2 separate regions of the Triticum aestivum genome follow, and region 2 is linked to region 1. Evidence: chromatin contacts called from public Hi-C data. All regions are on one chromosome and are shown on one strand. Each heading gives the region's core, a stretch centred on a gene start, on an enhancer-like site or on the middle of the called end of the contact. The rest is flanking DNA. Distances are from core to core; before and after follow the strand shown. Region 1 has its middle 140 kb from the start of LOC123162439. Region 2 holds the start of LOC123162439 (auxin response factor 17).

The links. A called contact is a pair of places that touch in the nucleus more often than the background predicts.
Region 2: a Hi-C map of leaf shows a contact between it and region 1, with 5 times the contacts expected there. The contact joins the promoter of LOC123162439 here to the enhancer-like site in region 1. A contact is called at or near these places in 2 of 5 Hi-C or Micro-C datasets (both in leaf) and 1 of 1 datasets of contacts at active chromatin or transcription factors (leaf).

Annotation. Positions count from the first base shown.
Region 1 is chr7B:630,645,678-630,653,281 of IWGSC CS RefSeq v2.1, reverse strand. No RefSeq gene overlaps it. Among protein-coding and RNA genes, the nearest start is that of LOC123162439, 140 kb to the left of the region's middle. Within about 2 kb of position 4,876, at least 6 of the 8 cell types and tissues checked have an H3K27ac peak or open chromatin away from gene starts, as enhancers often do. A contact at or near this core is called in leaf, where this site is marked.
Region 2 is chr7B:630,785,806-630,793,409 of IWGSC CS RefSeq v2.1, reverse strand. It overlaps LOC123162439 (auxin response factor 17), which reads left to right and starts at 5,073. Exons shown (of 14, transcript XM_044580216.1): 1 at 5,073-5,918; 2 at 6,573-6,691; 3 at 6,848-6,946; 4 at 7,040-7,096; 5 at 7,214-7,369; 6 at 7,479-7,563. The coding sequence starts at 5,858.

The DNA of each region.
Region 1 (7,604 bases), core at 3,627-6,126:
GAGAAATATATGACCTAACTAATAATTCACAAATATATGACCCCGTCGGCCTCTGGAAGCTAAAAAACACCTTTTCGGGAGGTGTCGGTGGTCGGTGTGTCCTGTCGGTGTCGGGGTGCCGTGTCGGGGTCGGGGTGCTGTTCCGGGGTCGGGGGATCGGGGTCAGGGGTCAGGTTGTCGGAGTGTGGTGTTAGGGTCGGGGTGTCGTGTCTGGGTCGGGTGTCGGGGTATCGGGGTGTCGTGTCGGGGTCGGGGCGTGGTGTCAGGGTGCCGGGGGCCGGGGGTCGGGGTCGGGGTGTCGGGCCGGGGTGTCGGGGTGGCGTGTCGGGGTCGGGGTGTCGGGGGTCGGGGTCGGGGTGTCGGGGGTCGAGGGTCGGGGTGTCGGGCCGGGGTGTCGGGGTGGCGTCTCGGGGTCGGGGTCGGGGTGTCGGGGGTCCGGGTCGGGGTGTCGGGGGTCGGGGTGTCGAGCCGGGGTGTCGGGGTGTCGGGGGTCGGGGTCGGGGTGTCGGGGTCGGGGTGGGTGTGTTGGGGGTCGGGGGTCGGGGTCGGGGTGTCGGGGTGGCGCGTCGGGGTCTTCTTCTTCTTCTTATTCTTTCTTCTTCTTTTCTTTCTGCTTCTCCCTCGTCATCTTCCTCCTCCTCCTCCTCCTCCTCCTCTTCTTTCTTTCGTCTTCTTCTTCTTCTTCTTCTTTCTTCTTCTCCTTTTTCCTCTTCTATATTGTTATATTTTTTAACTTTCTTCTTATTCTTCTTCCTTTTTTTCCTTTTTCCTCTTCTTCTACTTCTTCTTTTTTTCAACTTTCTTCTTCTAATAATAATCTAAACCTATATCTAGCACTAACCTAAACCAACCACTAACCTAAACCTATCAATAACCTAATTAAACCTAAATAGCAAAGAAAAATAGTAGAAAAAAACAAAAAAAATGCTGACCTTGGCTCCTCTCGATGGAGGATGGAGGGGGCGGCGCGGGCGCAGGGGCGGCGGCGAGCCTGGCTCCGGGGCGGCGGCGAGCCTGGCTCCGGGGCGGGGGGCGCGAGGCGGACGCACTGGCGGGGGGGCGCGAGGCAGACGCAGGCCTAGGGGCGAGCCTGCCTCCGGGGGCGGCGCGGGCGCAGGGGCGGCGGCGAGCCTAGCTCCAGGACGGGGGGCGAGGCGGACGCAGGGGGCCCATGGCGAACCTGGCTCCGGCGCGGGCACGGGACGCCGGGGTGGTGGCGGGTGGTGGGGGCGACGGGGCGAGGGGCGGTGGGGCCAGGGGGCGGTGGCGGGTGGCGGTGGTTGTCAGGGAGGAAAGGGGGACAGATCGAACAGAGAGAGATGGGCGGGGTGGGGCACCGTTAGTAACCTAAACGTTTGCCGTCCGCCCCACTTTGCCGTCCGCCACTTGCTCTTTGCCGTCCGCTAGCGGACGGCAAATAGGGGGGGGGCCGTTAAGTTTTTTAAACCAGCTCGTCGGTGGGGCCCCTCCCTCTTTGTCGTCCGCTAGCCGACGGCAAAGAACTGGCTGATGGCAAAGAAGTACTTTGCCATCAGCCAGTTCTTTGCCGTCCGCTTTTGGGTAGCTGATGGCAAAGAGCTTCTTTGTCGTCCGCTAGCAGACGGCAAAGAGCTGGCAGATGGCAAAGTAGCTGTTTCCAGTAGTGTAGGATGCTAGTTTATCATCATTGGCCCTACATTCTTGTCGGTCTGCCTTGCTATACTATCGGGCCGTGATCACTCGGGAGGTGATCACGGGTATATACTATACATATGTACATACTATACATATGATGACTAAAGTCGGGTTGGCTCGTTGAGTACCCGCAAGTGATTCGGATAAGGGGGCTGAAAGGACATGTGGCTCCATCCCGGTAGAGGTGGGCCTGGGTTCTCGACGGCCCCCGACTGTTACTTTGTGGCGGAGCGACAGGGCAGGTTGAGACCACCTAGGCGAGAGGTGGGTCTGGCCCTAATCGGCGTTCACGGTTGCTTCATAATAACACGCTTAACGAGATCTTGGTATTTGATCTGAGTCTGGCCACTGGCCTATACGCACTAACCAACTACATGGGAAAGATATGGGCACTCGACGTTGTGGTATCAGCCGAAGCCTTCGTGACGTCAGCGACTGAGCGGCGCGCGCCGGGTTGGACTGCGTTAACGCAACTTCCTTTGTAATGGAGGTTGCTAGGTCTGCTCACCTGCCGCCCATGCAACATGCATGTGTGCAATGGGCGATGGGCCCAGACCCCTGCGCGCATAGGATTTAGACCGGCGTGCTGACCTCTCTGTTGTGCCTAGGTGGGGCTGCGATGTGTTGATCTTCCGAGGCCGGGCATGACCCAGGAAAGTGTGTCCGGCCAAATGGGATCGAGCGTGTTGGGTTATGTGGTGCACCTCTGCAGGGAAGTTTATCTATTCGAATAGCCGTGTCCCTCGGTAAAAGGACGATCCGGAGTTGTACCTTGACCTTATGACAACTAGAACCGGATACTTAATAAAACACACCCAGACAAGTTTCACAGACAACCCGGTGATCGCTTTTCCACAGGGCGACGAGGGGAGGATCGCTGGGTAGGATTATGCTATGCGATGCTACTTGGAGGACTTAAATCTATTCTCTTCTACATGCTGCAAGACGGAGGCTGCCAGAAGTGTAGTCTTCGATAGGACTAGCTATCCCCCTCTTATTCTTGCATTCTGCAGTTCAGTCCACCGATATTGCCTTTTTACACATATACCCATGCATATGCAGTGTAGATCCTTGCTTGCGAGTACTTTGGATGAGTACTCACGGTTGCTTTCCTCCCCCTTTCCCCTTTTCCTCTTCTTCCTGGTTGTCGCAACCAGATGCCGGAGCCCAGGAGCCAGACGCCACCGCCGACGACGACTACTACACTGGAGGTGCCTACTACTACGTGCAGACTGCTGACGACGACCAGGAGTAGTTAGGAGGATCCCAGGCAGGAGGCCTGCGCCTCTTTCGATCTGCATCCTAGTTTGTGCTAGCCTTCTTAAGGCAAACTTATTTAACTTATGTCTGTACTCAGATATTGTTGCTTCCGCTGACTCGTCTATGATCGAGCACTTGTATTCGAGCCCTCGAGGCCCCTGGCTTGTATTATGATGCTTGTATGACTTATTTATGTTTTTAGAGTTGTGTTGTGATATCTTCCCATGAGTCCTTGATCTTGATCATAGACATTTGCGTGCATGATTAGTGTACGATTGAATCGGGGGCGTCACATATCTTGAGCACGTGGCCCTCTCAAGTACTCAGGGTCAATCACAACAATCACAACTTTGCAGAAATTGTACATGGAATCTAGGCATATAGACTCACTCATACGGACGTACTCATCAATGAGATCATCAGGCACTCCGTATGCAAGCATCCGGATGCCTGCAGTGCATTTTCTGATAAGATGAGAAGCCAATCTTGTTAAGGGCATCCTCTTTGCACTCGAAATAATTATCGTATCCGACTACCCCCCTCTCTAATACGGTTGAAAAGATGCATACCTATATGGAAAGGTTGCCGAAATTTCTGATGTTTGAACAGCGGGTTGGTTGTGTCAAAATAGTCCTTGCAAAGAAGGAAATGGCTGCTCTCTCGGTTGCGACTCAACGTCGGAAGGTGCCCCGTGATCAAGCCCCGGAACAAAGGCCGATGCCTATTAAGGTGGTCATGGACCAACACGGCAGCCAAAATCTCCTCCTTATCATCGAACGAGGAATCGTCGGAGTCGCACAGAAAATTGTGAAAAAAGAACTCGTTGTGGAGTCCATTTTGTACCTTCGCAAACTGTCGAACAACTTGTGGGCGTGGACGAAGAAGCTGGCCGGCGAAGAGACGCGCGCCTTCCTTGGACCAGGTGGCTGGCCTGGCGACGTCTGACAAGTGTGCCGACGTCAGGACATCGGGCGATGTCGGGCGGTGAGGCGGCTTCCTGACAGCGGCGACGTTGGAGTAGGGGGGGGGAGCTTTGGTGCCCCGACGGTGATGTGGGAGGTGGCGGTGACGGGCTGTTGACAGAGGCACCGAAAATGGGCGACGGCGGCGACGAGGTGGGACGGGTGAGGGTTGTTGTCGATATGGATGAAAAAGGATGGCCAATGTGCCACCGACTAGTGGGCCAGGGAAAGAAGTTGGCGCGCAAGCAAATCAGGCTCAAAATTAGGCCGGAAATGATGAAAAACCGACGCATGTCTTTTTTGTCCGCACTGGTTTAAACGGGCGCGAGCAGATGAAATGGGTAGGCGCGCTGAGTTGCTCTTAGAGGCGACGGCAACTGTTCTTTCATGTGTCTCGTCTCCGCTTTTCTGACTGAGAGATGGGGTGCATGTTGACTGTCGATACGATACGCGGTGCAGGTGTATATGCTCTTTCATGGCGTAAACTGCCGGTAGTGCTATCCTCTAGGGCGTTTATTTTTCTCCTGCCGATCGGGCCTCTCCTTTCGACGTGTACCAGCCTTATCTGTGTAGTATATTTTGCGCTCATGCGCCCATGCCGGCCATGCATAGCGCACATTGATCGTTCCTTGGGCACTGCGTTCCTGCTTCCGTGCTTCGACTGGTGTCTTTGCAGGCTCAGGCTGGCCGGAGATCTTTGGACCCATGCATGCGTCTCAGCCGAGCCCGCCTGCATGATGCAGTGTGCCACGGAAGTTAAGGCACATGTGCATCAACAGTTCAACTGTTGCTCTATCGAGGAAGAAAGTTACGTTTATGATCATACCACACACTGTTGCTCCATGACAGTACGCTTCTCTCTCTCTTTTGGTTTCTTCTTCTAATGTGAGATACTCGTACGCGTACACGTAGATATGGAGGGCCAGAAGAGATGGCTAGCTGCAGAGTGCATGCAGGGTATGGACATCTCTGTCAGCATATGGCCTACCGCGCCCCCGTGGGGCTGTGTCTGGTGGTGATGCCGATGGTCAGTGGTGATGTGCCTCTGCATGCATGTTTCGTTGTGCCCGCCCATGCGTGTGCAAGCTAGTGGAACTGGGAGCTGGCTAGCCAGCCAAGTTGAGCTACGCAGCTGGCGGGTTGCGCCAAAGATTATCTTCAGGTTCAGATTCAGATTCAGGGGTGTGTGCAATGTGCTTCACTTGGACCAGTCAAAGTGCATGCATATAGCACAAGCGCAGATCCCTAGCTAACTCCATCCGTGGATATTTCGATGGCCAGCCAAACTCCAGCAACAACTTGCCATGGCACATTTTTCTGTGCATGTGTACTGGCATGGCATCAACGAATCGGATCGGATCTCCTTCCTTTTAAGTTTGCATTTCCTTTGTCCCCTTTCCATTTTATATCAAAATGACCACACAAATAAGCCTTTTTTTCTTCATTCCACGCAAAAAAAGAAAACAAAGCCGTCTTTTATGTGCGCCCTGAATTATCACGTGTGCCTCATCTTTGATCTTGAAAAAGAAATACTTGAAAAATGGCGGTTAGTAACTTTGTTTTTAAGAAAGGGTGTAACTATAAACTACTCCCTTCATCCCATAATATAAGAGCGTTTTTTACACTAGTGTAGTGTCAAAAGCGCTCTTATATTATGGGACGGAGGGAGTATTATGTATTACATATGTTTAGGAATGCCAATGCTCTTTTGTGTTTTTTCCGTTTTTCAAGTGCTCATATATACGCACATACCTTCATCTCTATGAATGCATACACGCACCCTATCCCTATGAGCACTTTCGAGAGACTGAACCGGCATATCATCTTGAGATTTTATGAAGTCACCATAAGCGCCTCGTAATCGACGGGAACGTCTATTTCCACTGAACGCGCATCGTCGGAATTTCTGAAATAAATCCAGGATAAATGAGAGCACAAGAAGTTGAACCCTGGTAGGCTGGGGATACCACTGTCCACCTAAACATCCACATCCGATCATAGGTTGGTTTGCTGTTTTTTCCTTTGTTGTGGCTAGCGAATGTGTGAAGCCCACTTTTTTTTTATATAACCACGCATTATATTAAATATATATAGTACAATCAGTACAAACACACATGGAGACTACTAGACAAATTGGACGAAGACATGTGTCTCAAAAATTATTCCAACTGCACACTTTTGCTGTTCCAACTGCACATGAGGGTCATATCTTTTCGGAGGCATTTGCTCAAAAATATACTTTTAGGAGGCAAAGAGTTCTCTCTCGTTCTGTAGCACATATGCGGTATTTGGCGTATGCAGCACTGCGAGCTGGGCCGGCCCATCTACCTTTTTTCTGTTTTTCAAAACGAAAAAGAAGTGGAAACTGTGACTCTAAACGGTGACTTCCTGCTACAAACTACAACGCACCAACCACTCCACCAATAAACCTCACGTGGCTACACTCATCTTTGCATTCTTTTTATCTTTCCTCTTTGCTTCTCCTTCCTTTCTTCTTTTTTTTTCATCCTAGTTCGCGTACTTTTTGTTAAAATGGATGAACTTTTTAAAATTTGTGGACTTGTTTTTAAATTAGATGATTCTTTTTATAAAATTGTTAATTTGTTTTTCAAATTTTATGAGTTTTTTTTCGATTTCAATAACTTTTTCCAAATCGATGAACTTTCTTCAAAATTGACGAGCTTTTTTCAATATCAGTGAACTATTTTTCATCTTTAATGAACTTTTTTCAAAATTGATGAATTTTTTGTTCAAAATCGGTGAACTTTTTTAAAAATTGATGTTCTCCTTTTCAAATTTGTGATCTTTTTTCGAAATTTCATGAACTTTATCCTAAAATTTGTGAACTTTTCCAAATTCATGAAATTTTCTCAAATTCACGATCTTCTTTAGTTTGTACGCACCTTTTTCAATTTTATGAACTATCTTCAAATTCATGTTTTTTATATTGTGCATTCATTTTATCATAAAATAATATGCATAATAGGCTGGATATATAATAAGGGTGGTTTGTCCTCAGAATGAACAACTAAGGAAGTATGGCCTAGTGGCTGTGTTTGAAGGTTCTACTTCAGGCGGTCCGAGATAAAATCCTGGGTCGACCAGTTTTTTTTGCGATAGGCGCTCTGCGCTACGTTTCCTGGGCCGGCCCACTACTCGAGGCGTGTGAAGCGCCAGTAATCGCTACCGGCGCCTGCAGGCGGGAGCTCCTAGTTGGCGCTTCAGGCGCCAGCTAACGGAGCTGGCGCTCACAGCCGCCGAATCATGGGCCGGCCCATGTGGCGACCACGCCCAGTCGCTGGCTAACCTCGCCCCGCCTGGTCCCTGGCTCGATCGAGAGCCTCGAGGGCTGTTCGTACGGTCGCGGTTGACCAGTTGACTGACTGGTCAATCGTTGACTTTAAAAAAAAGATAAAAACGTAAAACAAAAAAATCACAAAAAAAGAAAAAAAAATCAAGATTTTAAAAAAGTTCACAAATTTGGAAACCTACATCCATTTTTTAAATCATCAAATTTGGAAAAAAGTTCACAAAAATTGAAAAAAGTTCATCAAATTGGGAAAGAGTTCATCAATTTTGAAATAAGTTCACCGAATTTAAAAAAAATCATCAATTTTGCAAAACAGTTCATCAATTTCGAAAAGGAGCTCATCAATTTTGAAAAAAAGTTCATTGATTTTGAAAAAAGTTCATCAATTTTGAAAAACA
Region 2 (7,604 bases), core at 3,824-6,323, 140 kb before region 1:
AAGTTGCGCTCGGATGAAAGGTTTGAGATCACAGCAATCGCGCGCGATGGCAAGCCGATTGAACCCATCCAGACAAGGGATGCATTTTGTGCTCAGTGCGGGGTTCTTGTTAGGGACAAGATCCCGATCAGTATCCACCAATGGTTAAAGCCTAAGAAAGAAGACCCTGAGGTGTCTTATGTCTCCAATATGCAGAAAGAAGATCTTTGGACAACGCTTAAGGAAAATTTCACCCTACCGCCAGAGGAGGATCCGGAGAAGCCAGTTAAAGAGCAATTGATAAAGTCTCATGCTCTTAAGAAGATGGCAGAACTATTCAGGAGGTGGAAAAATGAGCTGAAAACACAGTTTGTCGACGAAGAAAAGACACCAGAATTCACCGGAAAGTATGAGAAGATCAGAGATCACTGGCCCGCATTGGTGGCCCACAAGACATCGGAAAAGAGTAAGAAGATGTCAGCGACAAACAAGAAAAATGCTGCGAAGAAGAAGCATCACCATCGCACGGGGTCAGGTGGCTACCTCAAAGCCCGACCTTTGTGGGACAAGGCTGAGAATGACCTGATTGCTAAAGGGGTCGAACCAGAGACATTGAACTGGCCAGACCGTTACCTGACTTGATTCTTCGGGGTTGGCGGAACCTTGGACCCTGCATCAGGGAAGTGCGTTTGGACGGAAGAGCAACTGCGAATACCCGTCGGGAGGCTTCAGGAGTACATCGAGAAAGCGCAGCAAGGGACGTTTGTTCCAGACAGAGAGAAGGACGAGCTCACAATGGCCCTCAGGAATCCTGAGCACCCTGGACGGACACGAGGCACGCCAGGCTCTGTTCCGTGGAAGGCTGGATTTCCAAACGCAGGGGGCTACAAAAGCCAGGAGAGGAGGAAGAAAGTGGAGCATAGCCAACTGTAGGCGCTGCACGAAAGGGTACAAGGGCTAGAGGAACGAGAAGCAGATCGCAGCAAACGACCTGCCGAAGCTTCCCTTGAAGCTACCCCGCCATCTCAGCGGAGAAGTAGCATGGCTTCCACCGAGCAGACTCAGCAGCTGGAGCCTGTCTTCACGGCTCCTGCTAGCTACCCCGTGGATGCTATCACGGAGTCTCAACATTGCCACCTTATGGTGCGATGGATGACATTGAAAGTCAAGGCGGCTGTTGGCTTTGTTTTACCTACTGAACCTGGCAAAACCTACCACGTCCGATCGATTCCAGAAGGATATGCTAGGGTGATGGTGGATCGAATAACAGATGGATTTGAGGACCTTGAGCTTGACCACCCTACGGGTGAAGGGGAGATTCGGCTGGGTTCTTCTCTGAAGACTCCATGCCTATGGCGGAAGGAGCTCATCAACCTTTCGAACTGGCCGCCTCCGCCTCCTCCTCCTCCTCCGGTGAGTCAGGGCACTCCGCCTCCTCCTCCGGCGAGTGATCAGGGCACTCAGCCTCCTTCTCTGGCGCGTGGCGGCACTTCGCCTCCTTCTCCGCCTGTGCCGGCATGCCCGAGCAGCCAGCCTCCTCCTTCTCCGCCTCGTCAACAAGGGCGAAAGAGACCCGCCTCCGCTCCGGCTGCTCCGACGCGTCGTCCTTCTCCTTCGCCTCGTAAGAAAGGAAAGACAGCCGCAAACGCTCCGTCTGCTCCAGCGTCTAGCAGTACAGCCAGAGGTAGGCAATACAGATACGGTCCTTCTCTGAAGACTCCAGAGAAGTTACCATACGAGAGGAGCCAGGAGGAAAACACGAAGATCATGCAAGCCGAAGTGACCAACTTCTTTGAAGGGGTGAAAGCAAAGAAAAATCCACTTCCAAAGGAGAAGATAGATCCTGTAAAAGCGAAGCGTACTCTGGCTGCCCTGAAGAAACCACCAAAGTCTCCGGTGAAATAATACTATGAGCGCATTCTTACAAAGTCATTATCGAAGCGGAGCGGTCGAGAAGTACTGCCAGTGGTCAAAGGTTAGCAGAACGACGAGCTGGGAAAAAAGTTGCCCAGCTCGGCGAACACGCGAACCAATTGTTCCCCCTGCTCCAGGTGTCCAGCGTCGCCGCGAATCATCCGGGCAGGACAATGGTGCCCGGTTATAACGATCTTGGAGATTACCCGCCCGACGATGCACATTTTGATATAATGGAGGTGGACGAACACAAATACGAGTACGGGAAGCCTCTCGTCAAAGATGAAAGATCTCTAACAACGATGATGCGAAGATTCCATGATTGGTATATGAAAACCTGCAGAGAGTCTGAGGGGAGTAATATTTTGACGCTGAGAGTTAGAGAGGAGCATGAACTCATTGGAATTGAACTGTTGAATGTTGCATTTGAGGAGTTCTTCGAGTTTTTAAATCTAAAGGCCCTCGATAAGTTAATGATCACTTGCTACTGCCTGTAAGTAGTACTACTTCTGTCATTAAGTCTCTCTATATAGGTCAGCTCTTTCATTGCATGTATTTTTAATTATCCTCACTATATTATGCAGATTGAAGATCGCCAAATTGAATAAAAGACAAATCGGTGATATTGGGTTCATTAACACAAATCTCATAGATGCATATATGGTTAAATTTCAGGCCAAAGATACCGAGGCCAAGCTGCTACAATCGTTTGTATTAAATCAAAACAAAGCTATAATATTCTTCCTTTATGAATTCCAGTGAGTGTTACTGTCTTGTGCATATTCGGTTTCCCATATTAGTCGAGGTTATAGTAATGTAATTGTTGAGTTATGCATGCGTGCGCAGGTTACACTATATTCTCCTAGAGATTAAGCTTGAGCAGGGACTAGTAACCGTCTTAGACTCGGGACGGAAAAATTCCAAGGAGTATGCGGACATGACTGCAATTGTAGAGAAGTAAGTTAAATCGATCATTATCGCACCATATCGGCAACTTCAATTTGTTCATTTCCTGATATCAAGTAATTCTTTTCTTTGTCTGGCAGGGTTTGGAATAAATTCACCTCAAAAACTCTGGGACTGCCGAAGAAGCTGTAATTTAGACACCCGAAAGTAAGTACTATAGTAGCATGTTCCACACATCTCCTAGTGATTCAAGCGCTAGTTTCATCAATACCATTTAGCATGCTTGCTAATTATCAGTTTGATCGACCTTTATTTCTTGTAAAGTGGTTGTGGCAGGAACAAGGGAATAATTACTGTGGATACTACATTTGCGAGTCCATCCGCCACACGACCTGTGAGCGGGGCTACTCCGACAAACAATATGAAGTGCGTAAATAATAATATTCACAATTTTATTTTATTACCATCATTTGTGTTCAGTTTTATTTATTCATATATATGTGTTGACCCCCTTCTTCAAATTAGATATTTTGGATGCGAGATGAACTCCTACCACCAGATCGTATGCGAGGAATTCAAGAGGAATTGGCGGCATTCTTTCTTGACCACGTGATCGCTAAAGACGGAGAATACCATGTGGACCCTAATCAGTTGGTTTTTAATTAGGAGATTATATTGTAAGAGATAATTATATTGTATATATGTAGCCAGTAGCGTCGGATAGATATACAAGAACTTGTTGTTCAACCAATCTCTCAGAGAAGGAGAGGTGGTCGATATCACTTCTCTCTGTATGCATATGTTCATGACGATCTTCTGTTTCCTTCATTTGCTTACTAGCTAGCGTGTCTAGTCCTCTCTATACGTATAGTACGTAGGTCGACCAAGCACGGAGATAAGAGAGGACACTTCTCTGTATTAATTAGCTAGCTAACACAATATATGGAACATCTAAATTAACCCCCTACCCCCCCCCCTTAAAAAAATAAAAACCCTAACACCTGAAATGCTGACGTGTGGATGCCTATTCGTCCCGGTTGGTGCCACCAACCGGGACCAAAGGGCCTCCTGCCTGGGCTCGCCGCACCGGCCACGTGGAGGCCCATTTGTCCCGGTTTGTGTAAGAACTGGGACTAAAGGTCAAGGGCATTAGTAACGACCTTTTAGTCCCGGTTCCAAAACCAGGACAAAAGGCCCTTAGGAACCGGGACAATTGGCCCTTTTTCTACTAGTGGATTTAGGGTGATGGAAATGTTCTCTTGTAACCCCATTCAAAGCAAACCTCAAGAAAAAACCCTATGTGATTCAATAGTACAAATCAAGTAACCAAGAATTGTACATTTTTTGGCCGGCTGAAAATCTTTACTCGTAAGGTGACAACCTAGAGTGTCCATTCCTTATGACAAATAATTGAGTAGTAACACATTTGGCTAATTTGAACTTATGTTCTTGAAATGTTCCACGAATTAACTAAAGCCACATGTTCTTTGGGTTCAGTTTTGTGATTCACTCTGTCCAGTTTGTTAAATTGTACATGTAATAAGTTATTGATATGGGCTGTTGATTCTATTATAAGCAGAATTTTAGTAGCACATTTGAGCAATTTCAACTTTCGATCCTGAAATGCCGTGCATTTTTGTCCCCCCCCCCCCCCCCCCCCCCCCGCGAAAGAAAAGTTTACAAATTTCAATGCAGATTAAAGATGGAGATTAAAACTTACCGCTTTAACAAGGAGGTTTAGATTGTTCTGATCTATTGTTTGATGCACCGGGAAAGGAATATAATTAGTTGGCCGTGAATGTACGAGAATACCCTTTTTAAGTATCTTTAAGATCCGTCCAAACTCTTAGGGGGTGTACCGAAGCGAAACTCATTTCGTCCATTTTCGGGATTCACGCGGCGCAACCTGGTCGATTTTTTTTTATAAAAAGAGGGACAAAAATTCCATGTAGTAACTGAAAACAGCAAAGCTGCTTTTTCATCAAATACAAACACCACCATTAATCCCTGTGCTTCCAGCAAGCAAGAAAAGCTACTATACACACACCACCATTAATTGAGTAGCCGCACTCCACTAGGGAGAAAACGTTCACATCACTCACACAGGCACATCGTCCATGCAACGCTCACTCCTCACTGCACATGCCACACATATTCCGGGGAGCATGAGCACACGCCTCATCAACACTGCTATAAAAATACCTGCTCCTGCACAACTGTACAAGTATACTTCTGCTACTACTCTACTTCCCAAGTCGCTTAGTAAAACGAACGAAAGGGCGTACGTACAGTACACGATTTTACTACCAGGGAGAGAGAGAGGGGGGCTGAGGAAAGCGGCCAGCACCACTCGTGGGGTTAAAACCCCAAGAACAGGTCCAGCGGCGGCAGCGGCCAGAGCCAGAACAAGCAAGCAGCCAGAGGAGGAAGAAGCAAGCAAGCCGAGCCCAAGAAAAGCAAAGCCGGACCGAGGCAAGCAAGCAACCAGCTGTAACCGCAGCTCCTGAGCTCTGAAGCAAGCAGGAAAGGAGGCGGCGGCGGAGCAGCGAGCATGCCCGTCTCCGGCGGCGGCGCTCGGATCTGCCGGGGGGCGCGGCGCTGAGCCGTCGGGAGCTCGCGGGCGCGAGATCCGACGGGGCGGCTCCTCGGATCGACCGTTTCCCGGCTCCGGCGGCCGTGACGGCGGCGGCCCCTGCGCATTCCGGCGCCCGGGGATCGCGGCTCCCGGCCGGCTTCTGCTGCCCTCGGAGGCGGCAACTTGGGCGGAACTCCCGCGGTGATTGCCCGGGGAGGAAGGAAGCGTGACTGCGCACGGCAAAAGGGGCTCGGCTCCCTTCCATTCCATTCCATTCCGTTCCCTGGCGAGTGAGTTGGCGAGGAGGAGCAGGAGGAGCCGGGAAAGCGACGGGTTTATTAGGGAAGGCGCTGCGATTTGGCCTGAAAAGGAGGAATCTTTCCTCCGCTCTCCCCTTCCTTCCCCGCCTCCGCGCACGCTCTTTTATTGCTGCCCCCCTCCATCAGATCGGTCTCTGATTGGCCTTTTTCATCGCAACAAAAAATGAGGCTCTCGTCGCCGGCGGGCGCCGTCCTCCCGGCCCAGGCGCCGGCGTCGCCGGAAGGTACGGTATTCTTCTGTCTCCTGCCCCGTCCGTGGGCTGCCGCCCATTACTGCTGCTGCCCTCGCTCTTCATTTATTCGCTGTCCGTGTGATTTGGAGTTTGTGGGACTAGCAGTACTACTTGGCTCTCGTTTGTGCTTGTGATTTTTCCTCGGAGGCTCTCTCCTCGGATTGATTATGACCGTGTGATCAGGCCGTCGTAGCCCAATGCGTCGAATTCGAGTCTGGAGTAATATTTGGATTTGTTAGGGGTTGTTGCAATTGATTACATGAAAATGCTTCTTGTGTGTTTTGGGGGTACTTTTATGCCTGCGAAATTGCAGTTCAGTACTAACTTCTTTGGAATGGGATTTCAGTTCTGCAATCTCGCCTATTTCCCATCCAATTTCCTGCTCTGCGTGTTAATTAGTTATTTTTTTACTGGAATAAATATGTGTATTTTCGTCTGAAAAATTGCTGATTTTCATGTAAGATGAAGAAGAAATTAATAACCTTAGGCCACTAATTAGAAGTTCATTTCGTTGCATGCCCACCTTCTTGAATAATCTTTAAGGCCAGCATATGAATTCAGAGCTGTTACAGCCCCTAGAGCCATCATTATCTGTTAAAAATCAGCACTGACAAGTCTTTTGCTCATATGATTATGTCATTACAGCTGCTGAGGAGCACAAGTGCCTGAATTCGGAGCTATGGCACGCCTGCGCCGGCCCGCTCGTCTCCTTGCCCGCGGTCGGCAGCAGGGTGGTGTACTTCCCACAGGGTCACAGCGAGCAGGTTGGTGCAGAATTCCACCTCCAGTGCAAGGAACTTTGCATGATCCTGAATCCTAACCTCCGTCGCCGAACAGAAAAAAATCTGGCTTAATTATCTCAGAAATCGTTTGCTTTCTTTGTCTATGTAGATTATTTACTGGGTGAATTTCTGTCTCAGGTAGCCGCATCGACGAATAAAGAGATCGAGTCTCAGATCCCCAACTACCCCAATTTGCCTCCACAGCTTATCTGCCAGCTGCACAATGTGACCATGCATGTAAGTGTGGAGATTTGGAGCACATATTTTTACCAGCTAAGTAATATCACTGCTATCTTTTTGTTTGATCATTGGTTTTATTATTACCTTCAGGCTGATGCGGAGACGGACGAGGTCTATGCGCAGATGACCTTGCAACCACTTAACCCGGTAATTCATATCACTCTTTTTGTGTGTGAAATTTTTTTCATATTTACCATGTCCTATGTGCAAGTTTTTTTTAACTCAGTATCCAAGAGAGTAACTTTAGCTTGCTTCTCTTTTCAGCAAGAGCTCAAAGATCCGTATCTACCTGCTGAATTAGGTACTGCAAACAAACAGCCAACGAATTATTTTTGCAAAACATTAACTGCGAGTGACACAAGCACGCATGGCGGCTTCTCTGTTCCCCGGCGAGCAGCTGAGAAAGTGTTTCCTCCGCTGGTCTGTGCTGCTCCTCTACACTTTCCAGCATGAATTTTGAGTTTACTTGGTTTCTTGGAGTGAACCAGACCATCAACTCTTCTTCTAACTTGCCTGTAACTTTTTGTAGGATTTCACCATGCAGCCTCCAGCACAGGAGTTGTTTGCAAAAGATCTTCATGGCAATGAGTGGAAATTCCGTCACATCTTTCGCGGTGAGTGTTCTCAGTCTCTGATGTCTTCTGAAAAAATGTGT